Regions from separate parts of the Gossypium hirsutum genome. Here region 2 is linked to region 1. A link is a contact called in public Hi-C data. All regions are on one chromosome and are shown on one strand. Each heading gives the region's core, a stretch centred on a gene start, on an enhancer-like site or on the middle of the called end of the contact. The rest is flanking DNA. Distances are from core to core; before and after follow the strand shown. Region 1 holds the start of LOC107939997 (bromodomain-containing protein 7). Region 2 holds the start of LOC107892532.

What was found. Hi-C and Micro-C count contacts between places; a contact is called where the count stands out from the background.
Region 2: a Hi-C map of leaf shows a contact between it and region 1, with 2.1 times the contacts expected there. The contact joins the promoter of LOC107892532 here to the promoter of LOC107939997 in region 1. A contact is called at or near these places in 4 of 34 Hi-C or Micro-C datasets (all in leaf).

Annotation. Positions count from the first base shown.
Region 1 is chrA02:33,588,781-33,595,177 of Gossypium_hirsutum_v2.1, forward strand. LOC107939997 (bromodomain-containing protein 7) reads right to left here and starts at 4,251. Exons shown (of 10, transcript XM_016873409.2): 1 at 3,497-4,251; 2 at 2,772-2,808; 3 at 2,618-2,696; 4 at 2,494-2,539; 5 at 2,303-2,401; 6 at 1,622-1,690; 7 at 1,188-1,536; 8 at 904-1,052; 9 at 269-482; 10 at 1-122. The coding sequence starts at 3,916. The coding sequence ends at 88.
Region 2 is chrA02:33,865,528-33,871,443 of Gossypium_hirsutum_v2.1, forward strand. It overlaps LOC107892532, which reads right to left and starts at 3,827. Exons shown (of 5, transcript XM_016817605.2): 1 at 3,563-3,827; 2 at 2,578-2,701; 3 at 2,109-2,205; 4 at 1,746-1,832; 5 at 1,354-1,619. The coding sequence starts at 3,626. The coding sequence ends at 1,485.

The sequences.
Region 1 (6,397 bases), core at 3,001-5,500:
GGAGTGTTTCCACAAAAGGAATTCATAGGCTGTAATGCCAGTCCCATTTGAGGGGCATAACCAATCCCGAACCCACTTAGAGAACCATCAATACCCAAGTGCAGTGAAGGTCTTTGCTGAAACTGATGAGAAGGTGCACAAGTCAAATCCTTTTGAGAGCTTAGTCCAATGGTTTTGATGTCTTCGTTACATAGCAAAGGAGATCTACTTGCAGCAATAGAGCTTGAACCAGAATTAGCTAGAGCTAAATGTATGCTAGAATGGTTACCAGATGTAGAGTTTGAAGATCTCTGCTTTCCAGAAAACAAACATTGTGGCTGCTCAATCGACCTGTTTTCTTCTACCCATCCAGGACCAAACTTCACCTTGCTAGGCAAAACACTATCAATTTTCCTTGAAGCAGTTTTCCAAACAACAGGTCCAAGATCTGCAGCAAATCGTGCCAAGCTAGTAACATAGCCATTTTCTGCAATCAAACCAACCTGATACACATTGCAAAGGGAAAAGAAAAATGTTACCACGTACCAATGGATACAATGTTACACTTCACATAAAACAGATGAGGGAGATAGAAAAACATTAGCCAGTGAGATTGTCACGATTGTAGAAGGGATAGAGCATTTTATGTTGCCAATGATCCCGATTGTTTTCTTCTCTTATTAAAATCAATAATGGTATTCCAGAATATTTGAAAACCCTTTGACTAGATACATAAACATACAGCACAAATCAAGCTATTCTTAACCCAGAATCTTGTGTACAATTTATTATGCACAAAAAAACAAGAGGAAATTTTAGGATTCATTTTATCTGTGCTTGATGAATATAAGGTCAACTAGACATTCTATCTGAACAAATCATTAAATTAATCTTTTAACTAATGCATTAACACATGAAACACACCGGAATTAGCTGCTTCAATTCTCCATTCAAGGTGGAAAAGATAGGCTGCTCATGTCCAGAATTCAATGAATAGTTGTAGGTGTCGCGCCTGTTCTCATCTACTGCAAAATGTTTCATTCCATACTTCATCACAGCCTTCACAACAGAAGCTGCAAGGTGAGAAAATAAATCAATATGCATAAGAACAGTGCAATATAACATTTCACCTTAAAAATGTTAAAGAATCAAGGATATATATACATATATATATGTATTAAAGTCACACTACCAAATAGATACCAAACCTGGAAATTCATTCTCCCATTCAGAAGAGCAATTGGCATAATTTTCCTTGCTATGAGAACCCAAGGAGGGCCTAGTTAATGTATCAGCAGGCTGGTGCTTTTGTAAACCAAGTCCTTTCCTCAAATTGTAAGTATTGGGAAGGCCGGAAGCATCTGTTCCAGAAGCTAGAGCTGCATCTGAGGAAAACTCGGAACCAACACGGTCAGAAGACAATGACTCCAATGACTTTTTGAGACTCTTTCCAGGTGGCCTTCCTCTCCTCACAACTTTCAGCTGTGGTTCACCTTCATCACTATCTTGCCTCAAATTCTCAAAGTCCTTTTTAGCCAGCTCTTGCATTGATCGTGCCTAACCAACCAGTCAATATGCTTAAAATGATAGAAACTGGGGTACCAAAACAAAAGAATTAATATAAAGATAAGGCTGACCAAACCTGTCGAAAATAAACTGTGTCTGGTGCATTATACAGTATGGCATTCGAGCATATCAGAAAAACATCTTTCTGCATGAATCAAACTTAAAAGTTTCAATTCCAGTCCTTGCAACATCAAGTATCCTGAGTGTAAAGCATATGCTGGAAAACAAATCCCCTAAAAGAAGTTCTATTATTATGACGTCTGCGAAATTGAATCAAAAGACTATCTTCACCGGACAAGCCCAGTGCCATTATACAAACTAAAATCATTTCATTACGATTTTATCATCTTAGTAAACCTCAAAAAGCAACTCACAGCATATAAAGTTGTCTTCTACGAAAAGAGTATGCTGTTATGATACCAAACTAAGCATGAAGTTCGGCAATCAATATTCCAGAAATTATGGGCAGACCATAGGCAATGCCAATGAACTTCTATATTATATAAAATTTAAAAGAATAAATAAGTAAAAGCAAGTACAACAAGGATCCATCTATACAGTAACCCCATAAGACATAGAATGCCTCCTTATTCTACAAGGACTTGCCAGAATCATGGTAAAACTTAACTGTTATTATATACACAAAAATCCAGAAAATATACTTAATCAGCAACAACCAGCCAGTCATGTACACCTTGTACCAGGGTAGATAGATAACATTATCCATATTAGCAAAGTGAAGTCTAGCAAAACAAACCTCAAATTGTTCCAAGGTTGTATAAGCTCCCCCATCAAGTTTTTTCCTGACCGTCGAAAAGTCCATTGGGTTTGCGACAATGTCACAGTAATCAGGAAGCTGTATTGAGATCAATCCAACATGATCACATGAAATGGGATTTCACTTTTCAGTAATCGACATTTTATTCAAGAACGAAAAAGAGAATGAACCTCTTTGAGATCAACTGGCTCAGAGAAAACCCCGTAAGTGTCCTTCCTGCAAGTAGTAGATAAATCTCATAAAAAAATAGGATAAAAGAAAAAGGATAATTGAAGAACCGAAAATAACAGATACTTTTGAAGCCTGTCAAGAATGAACAGCAACAACTTTTTGTCTGGCAAAGGTGTCGTGGGGCCAAACTCCACCGGTGACCCTGTCCACATAAAAATAACATAAATTTAAGAATTCCCATAAATGCCTTTTCATGAAAGTCGGGATTGATTTTTACCATGAAGTGTGTGCGTAGTTTTGGATACTTTTTCTCCCTGCAAACAAGACAAACATATTTAACACCCCAAATAGAAACTACAGATGGAGATTGTTTGCCTTGTTCATTGAAGAATTGGTGATGAAAAGTAGCATTAAAAAGCTACAACAAAGCAAAGCTAAGTACAAGAGAGCAGAAATTAAAGGGGGAAAAAAGTAGAACTATTCTTTTGTTTTTGATAAGCGAATTATTCTTAATATTAAAGAAAAGACAAATTGAAGCTTTTGGGTCTTCAGACATGATGGTCTGTGCATATCTTATTCTGCACATAAATAAAGGCCAGATAAATACAAGATAATAAAGAATAAAATTTGTAAAATTAGGAAATAAAGAAGATTTTCAACACAAATTCAGGTTTTCCGAAAATAAAGAAAAAAAAAGAGTAAGATAAATATCAAATAACCAAAAAAGAAAAAAGAAAAGCACATTTCACGACTTAGTCAAACCTGTCCAATGTCCATAATCTCCGATCCAATCACAAGAATTCAATTCACGCGCGAAATCCAAAAGTTCAATTTCAAAAAGGAAATAAATAAAAATATCCAAACAAAGTATAGGAAAATCTCTCTTTTTCTTTTCTTTTTTTCGTTCTTGTTTTGTCTGTTTTTGTTTCAAAAGACATCACTTCCAAAAACCCACAAAAAGCTATTTTGATTTTTTATATATATTCATGGATAACTAATCACCATTTGATCAGATCCTGGACTGAGGGTGGTAACTTTTCGTCGCTTGAGGGATGCCTTGGGATCGCCACCATCCGCGTTCGAATCGGAACCGCAGGAGGCCGAATTGTGAGCCGAAGGAATCGGATAATGGTGATGATTACGAGAAGAATTGAGGCCGAGCAATAGCTTATGCTTCTTCTGTTGGCGCTCGTCATCGTCATCATCATCATCATCACCATCTCCTCCAGCAATCCAATCGGGAATTGGGGAGCCTCCGTGGAGATTGGGGTTCCGGCGAGCGGATCGACGGCTGGAATTGGTAGAAGAAATAGTGTTTAGGACATTTGGGGGGTTTTGTTGAAGCGCTTGCTGCTGTTGATGTTGTTTGAGAGAGCGTTTCTGGATTTCTAAGAGGGAGGGTCTTCCCTTCTTCCTCTTCATTGTCTCTGCTGCTATCTCTCCTCCAATCTCATTACTGTATTCTTTTTTTTTTCTTGCCCTTTATTATTTTTGTTATTTTTTAATGGAAATATTGATTTTTTTTTTCTTTGATGGAGTAGGGGAGTGGAATCGCTGGGATAGGATGCCGGCGTGGAGGGAAAGTCACGTGAAATGGATGGGATGTGCCCCACTCTCACGTGACACGAATTTGAGTCTTTATTATTAGACTGTATTGCATGCATGTACATTAAATTTGTAATCTTTTTTTATAATATTAATCTTTCACTAAATCACCTAAAAAGGCCTATTTCTAAGTAAATTTATGAAAATAGCCGATTACAACATTATTACCGAAAATGACTATTTTTGGCAAAACACACCTACGTGGCCGCGTTTAAGGGAGAAAGTGCCAGCAAAGCGCATCCCCAAGGGAGCGTTTTTTGCCACGTCAGCAAAACACTCCCTTGGGGGCGCGCTTTGCTGGCAAATTTTCAACCCCAACGATTAAATTTTTTTGACCGTTGGGAGTTCTAACGGTAAAACAAAAATTATAAAAACCCCCTCCTCTCTTATTATTTTCTCACAAAATTTCTTAATAATTTAGCAAAAATTATCTACAATTTCTCCCTAAAGCTCTCAAATTTCTTATTAAATTTCTCAAAGCTCTTTGTAACTAGTTATTTACTTTTATTTTTTCCTAAATTAGTATTTTTTTTATAATTTCAAAAATATTTGATCGTGTTAGCAATAGTCAGAGAATTAATTCGTCTCGATTATAAACATATCTCCGTCGAACAAATGAAAATGGTAACAGTTTATTTTAATTTGTGAATATTATTTAATATTTTTTCATTTATGTAATTTTAATTAATTTTTATTTTATAATTTTTTATAACAGCCTGTAGATCGGGTGTTACAATATTATATTCATAACATGTCTGGTCAGCCATCACCGTTGATAGAAAATTACTTGAGGGAAGTGGGTTTTTAGCACGCGGCCATTATAGGCCAAAGGTGCAAGTTGGACCCGAAACTCATCAACGCATTAATAGAGAGGTGGATGCCAGAGACGCATACATTCCATCTTCCATGCGGAGAGTGTACTATCACTTTGGAGGACGTCCAAATACAATTAGGATTGCCGGTGGATGGGGCCGCACTCACCAGGTCCATTCAATCTGCTGACTGGGGAGTCATATGCTACGATCTTTTGGGTGCGATTCCAGATAATTTTTACGGAGGTCGGATTGAGATGAGCTGGTTACGAGACACATTCCCAGATCTGGAGAATGATTCGACTAAATTAGAAAGAATACGATATGCTCGGGCATACATCCTTGAGATGATTGGAGGTTATCTGATTCCAGACTTGTCACGAAACCTTGTATATTTGAGGTGTCTACGATTTTAGAGTAGCTGGCGAACTTAGTTAGGGGTCTGTTGTGTTGGCAACATTGTACCGAGAGATGTACGGGGCGACGCCACCAAATAAAGCAAAAATTGGAGGTTGTCTATCACTACTACAGTCATGGGCTCAATTTCGCTTTCCATTCTTACGTCCTCGAGTGAACCACCCATATACATTCCCACTCATAACAAGGTAAAATTTTTATTTGATTTTACAATTATTCCATAGATTTAAAATAAAATTGTATGCTGAAAATTTATTTAATTAGGTGGAACCACCCGGCGAGTTATGTTGGAATACCTACCACTCTTAAAGATATACGGCTTCTATTAGACCAACGGTCGAAAGCGTAAGTAAGTATTAAATAAAATATATATACATAAAATAGTCGTTTCATAAAATAGTCGTTTCATCTTTAGTATTTAGTATTTAGTATTTAGTATTATGTATATAACTAATATTTTTATCTCGTTCACATAGTTTCAATGGACACCATATGAGGATCCGGTAATACGGGCAGTAATTTCGAATGAATTATTTCAAAATCCGAACATTTAGCATGTTAAGGTCCCATTGGTCAACTATGCTATTGTCAAGATGCACCAGATGGATAGAGTGTTACGACAATTTAAATTCCGACAACCGATTCCTGAGGAACCTAAGGTGCTCGATGACCAGCACAGAATCAACTTACGGCAAACGAATACGAATTGGTCGTTATTTTGGTCTGAATATATCGAAATTTGGAAAAATTGTTATGACCATATACCTAATCGTGAATTGATCATCGTCCCAGAGTTAGTGTGCACCCCGGATGACATGCCATGGTTTAGGATCCATGGCAAGTCATATTTGCTATCAGAAGAGCAGAGGCATTGGCAAATCCGTGTGGAAAGAGAACGATGAGGCCTTTTAAATCCAAGGATAAGGGATGACAGCAACGGCCCATCAACAGCATCCACACAATCACCGGGCCCAATGCCTCAACCTACGACACCCACATCATAGCCCTTTCAGATTATGCCAGGTGCGTATCCTAGCTTTTATATGTATCCTAACCCATATATGTTTAC
Region 2 (5,916 bases), core at 2,577-5,076, 280 kb after region 1:
TTAAAGGCATTTGTTAATTTTGTTATTATTTTAGAAACATTTGCTTGTTAAGTTGCATCTATTTTAGTGTTATTTAAGTATACATATTTTTTAAAATTTATTTTCAATTTGTTGATAAATATTTATTTGACGTTTTTAGAATTTTTGATGGTTTATATATATTTTAAAATTATATAAAAATTAATATGGGCGAGCCGGGTCGGGCCTGGATTTTAACATTTTTATTTGGGTTAAGCTTAGGCAAAATTTTAAGCCCATTTTACGGGCCAAGCCGGGCTCGAGCCTCGTAAACGAACCTAAATTTTTAGTTGAGCCTGACCCAAACCCAGCCCGGCCATGCACACTTCTAATTTGACTCTACGATTTTCGTATTTGACTGTACCTATTTGATTTTAAGTCAATTTAAAAAATTCAATCTTAAAATCAAATTTTCCGACCCTGTTAAAAATCGGATAATTACTTTTTTTTTTCCACGAGTTGATCTATATGATTGCTCGAATACCGAATTTAAGATTTATTGCAAGAAATTAAACCACATGTCGATTCCCTAATAATTTAAAAGTAAAACGTGGATAACTAGTATTCTCTGTTTCTGAAAAAAGAATAACTCTAGTACTGAAATAAATGAACGGGGGCTTTAATGCTAGTTATTGCACAAATTTTAGGTTTCAATATTAAGTAAATTGAATATTAGACTAATTTGATCTTTGAAATTTTTGAGAGGACTCATAACGATTATGTTTTTAATCAATTGTACATTTTTTATTTAGCTTATAAAATATACACATATTATCAATTTAGTCATGATTTATTAAATTTAATTTTTAAAATTTTTACAATCTATTAGCATTCATACAAGATACGTAAACATCAAATATTAAATTTATTATTAAATTAATCAAAATCAGGTACAATTGACAGAAAATATTAATATGGAGATTAATTATTTAAAAAAGAAAACCAATTTTCCCAATTGATAGAGACTTAAAGGTGTTTTTAGCTAAGTTTTACTAACAGTGAACTGAAGGGACGTTTTGTGGCAAATATACGAGATAAGAATGTGTTTTTAGATCTAAAACTCGGCTCATGAATAGATTTGAGCCACAGCTCCTCCATCCGTTCTTTTTTCCTTTAGTGCCCTTGCATTATTTTCAATTTTCCAGAACGACCACACCGCAAAGAAATTGTTGGGAATAATAAAAGAATAATTATATTAAAAAAAAAAGAACAAGCAAATTTGTGGGTAAGTTTGAGATCATCTTTTATGGTGGTGAAGAACTGAAGATCATATTAGGAAATTGAATATCTAATGTGAAGTATAGTATGCATTTGTGCAACAACCACCCCGTAACATAGTGAAGAGACAGACACTGTTTACTTGAAAACAGGGAAAATTACAATAAATTCACATATTATTTCATACCGAGGATAACAATATCAGATAAGTGTTAAAACAGCATCTGAATAATAACAAGGTAGCCCATTCATATGGCAGTTTCAATTTCATCAGAGTTCACCGCAACTCCATTCGGAGCATCTTCGGATCGAAGCTGAGCAGAAACATCATCAATAGCAGAGTTCAACTGAGCAATCTTCTCGGTCAGTATCTTTCGTGTTTTCTGCAACACAAACCCCACTCATTACCATTTAGAGGACGCATGTTTAATCCGTAATCACTGGTCCTTCAGACGCCAATAATTATAGACAAAAAAGGTGTGGGCGGGGGGGGGGTGGGGGGGAGTTACCTCCAAAGCTTTTTCTTCATCATATATGAATTTAGGTAGTCTCTTCATTAGATCCTTTCTATCAGCTCCAGCTACTGCCTTGCTGATCTATTGAAGAATAACAAGAAAACCCAAATTGAACATCGTATAAGCCATGAAAATAAATAGTGCAGGTTATACAAAAAGCCAAACACAAATAATATTTCCCAGAGTTCTGCAGGTCTGAATCATCTAAATAGAAAAATCAGAAACTATAAAACCAGAACGAATTGATGAATCAATGGAGGTGTTTTATTTCACTCGAACAGATAACAAATATACATAATGGAGAAACAAGGAGATATTTTAGTGCAATTTTGCATCCATTTGCAATGCTAATATCACCTGGGGAGCAAATACACATCCAAGTGCACCAACCACAAGTCCTCCCAAAATAAAACCTCCAACAAAGATGCTTGCACTGCTTGGTCTTTCACCATCACTAAGGACACAAGAAGAGAGACTCCCACTGAGTATTTCTATAATATTAATGTCCACAACAGAACATCCAAAAACAACATAACAAACTTAAGGTATGTTACTCAAGACTTAGATATGAACGTCTGTTACATGTATGTCTTTGACATGGGTATATTCAAAATTTTCTAAGTATTTGGATGGTCTTTGGAGTGTCATCTCTCCATATCCAATCCAAATGTGTCTGAAACATACACTTGAAGAAAAATAAAAAGTTAGACCAACATAGAACTTAAGTATTTAGTTGATAATGCTTTCATTAGTAGGTGCCAGTTACAGGACTACTTGTACGTACTATTATGCATTCTTGTGCTCCGAACGTGATCAGTGATGATACCTGTAGGAAGCTTGAACTGTTACTACTGGCCTTCTAGAGGAAGAAAGATGCAGTTTTCCTAAGCCATTAGAATTGAATGACGAGTTTGTGGGACTAGCACCCCCTGCTGTCTTTAAATGTGAGCCTAAACACACACACAAAAAAAAGTAAGGAACAAAACAATGATACAGCTTTGGTGTAGACATATAATAGAAAATAGAATTAATATTAGTTTAGTTTTGCGTTTGTATAAAGAGCAAAGACAACCAATTTTCTGATTTCAAAGAATGGACATGAACATGATGACGATAATGATGATATAATCTAAAAATCTGAATCAACACTAAAACCCAGATTCTTGTTGTAAAAGATCTGAACGGCTGAACTAAAATAAACAAACAATCATGAGCGTCATGTCAAACAATCAATTCCAACCAAGCTATTACCTTTAGCGAATCCAATCGTTATCTTTCATCTTTAGCTTATAGCATTTGCAGTCGGTTATTGCCCCAGGGTTTAAGGGTACACCAAGTCAAATATTTTACAAGTATGCTAACATATTTAAAGAATGAATAAGGCCTATTGTAATTATTCTACTACCCTCCCACAGCTTCAATATTGAAAATTTAATCAAAGTCCACAAATACAGCGATGATGGATCATATTCCTTCAAAATTTTTTTCTGCATTACTATCTTATTTCACTGAATAAAAAATAAAAAATAACAAGTACAGTTTAGGGAAATCAAAATTAAGCAGGGTCTTGAACCCAAAAAAAATCATGGAAATGACTAGTGTAGAACTAAATGCAGCTAAAAGTTTTCAGCTAGTGCAATAAATCCGACGGCCTAAGCAAGAAAGAAGAGGAGAGTATTAATTTATTATGCATTAGAACTTAGAAGTTGAATTATATTCCATTTAAAATAAAGTTGATTAGAACGAATGAACAGAAAAAAAGAAGATCAGAAGGAAAAAAGAAGAGAGATGAAGTAAAGGAATTATATTACCAGAAGAAGATAATTGGAATGGAAGACTTGTGGGTAAAACCAAAGAATTAGAGAGGATAGTCATAATTTAAGAGAGAGAGAGAGAGAGAGAGAGAGAGAGAGAGAAATACAAAGGAAAGGAAGCTGGTGAGAATTGAAAGCAGGGAAGTTGATTTTGACTTTGATAAGCCCTGCGGTGGAAGTTGTTGGGCCAGGCCTAACTTCTTCAATGGCGCCCGTTGTTTACTTATATTTCTGAAATATAGATATTTATCAGTTCTGGGACATCATGAGGGTTTGTGTGCTGGTTCAGAATTTGTAGTCCAATACTCCAATTCTGTCATGCAGTGTTACAAGTTATTTTAATATTAATTTAATAAATATATATATTTAATCGAAAAAATTATAAATTTAATTTAAAATATTTTTAAAAAATTATAAATATTATTATAATATTTTATTTTTTATTTTTATATAAATTAAAAAAATTTAAAACACTAAAAAATAATAGAGGTCAAAGAATCAAACTGGAATTGACGAAAATTTGTATATAAAATCTTTACCCCTCTACCTATAGCTCATTTATTATTAACATTTTTATAAACATATTTTTACATAAAGATTTTACTTTTACACACGTGAGTGTGATATAATCCAACGTTCTAAAATCAAATTAATTCAACTAAAACATGATACAACTCCCATTGTATGCTTGCAAATTGATTTTAACCGAGCAAAGTGAATGGCTTTTGGCAGAGAATCCACTTAAAATTGTTAAATCAACCTAGACAATCGATAGTGTACCAACTTGACATATTTATGTGCTTTATTCAATTTGGCGTTGTGCCTTTCTACTGTTTTTCTTTTCTTTTCTTTTTCTATTTTATTTTTTTTCGCTTTATTCAATTATATTTCCTTTGTTATTTTTTTTATTATGAGCAACTAAATCAATTTCTAACCAAAGGTAAACCAAAATTTGGTATTTGAGTTGTGAGATCCGAAATCGTGTTTAACCCTTCTCGTTAAGGTATTTGTTTTTTCTCCAAGTCAAGAGATAGAAAGGATCGTCTCATAGTATTGTTTTTAGCTCTGTGTCAAGAAGGATCCTTTATACAGTGTTGGGAACAATACACAGTTGGTACAATTAATTTGGTGCCGAATTACTTTACCGAAGAACAAGTTGGTGAGGTTCGATTGGTAGTGCAGTTGGGTGACGTCGTGGGATTAAGTGATCTAATTTAAATGATTCACGCGGTTGAGATCGTTAACTAGAGTATGATTCTTCTAGCTTGTAAGGCCGCTGATGGATTAAGTCGTGAAAGCATCTTTTGGGGTTATTCATTCGATAAGGGTTAATCATTGGGTGGTTCCCACGATTATTTACGATTAAGGAAGAATTGGTTGTTGAGGTGTCCTTAATCACTATATATGTAACTGCCCACCCAACGAAGTTCTAGTATTCTGTTACTATTTATAGAGATATGGTATTTGAAGTAAAATTTGAATGAGTAAGGTATTAGTTTTAACTAAGTATAAGACTCTGTGAATGCATCAACTGGCGAATCTTGTGTTTGGCGAGCTCAGTAGTTTGGTAAACTCTCCTGTGGAGTATACGCCACCCCAGTTGTTTAGGCGTTTAAGTTAAGTTCGTAATTTGATAAAATTAGTTATTATTTTTGGGTGTGACGATTTAGTTAGTCTAATGAGAACTAGTTAGAATGGAACTAAGTTACTATAGTTGATAAGACTAAAATTATGGTGGAGTACTTAGTCACGATTATCGAGGGAGGGTTAGTGGGATAATTTGACTTTTCCACTAAACCTTACTTTATAAAGTTAGTAGTGACTTCTATAAAGTTAGTAGTGACTTCTAGGGCAAGTTTCATGTCTTCTTCGCATTTATTTTGCTTCTAGATTTTTCTCTACTCTCACTCTTTCTGAAACTTAAGACCAGAAACCTACTTGAAGTTGGGTTTGCTGTATTTAGCCAACTTATTCGTTCATTTTAGCACCCTGACAACTATTGATGAACTTTAGGTTATTTTCTTGGTTATTTACGTGATCTCACCAATGCATGCTTTAGTGTTAGATTTGTATGTAAGGAAGGAAACTTCCTAAATCTGGGTTTTATGATTATGTTTCTTGCAAGCATATTTAATTTATGGTATAGCGATATGATAAGTTTAACTATCTATATTATAGCTCAAGATACTCTTGAAGGTTCTTGTGATAAGGGTAAAGGTCCTACTATTTAGACTTATTGCACTTTCTGGTGAGTTCCATCTTACATCCATGTGTGTATTGTCTTTGTTAATATTTTGCTTAAGGTAAGCATTCATACCCTATAAAGATGAAATGTCTGTATATGAATGATG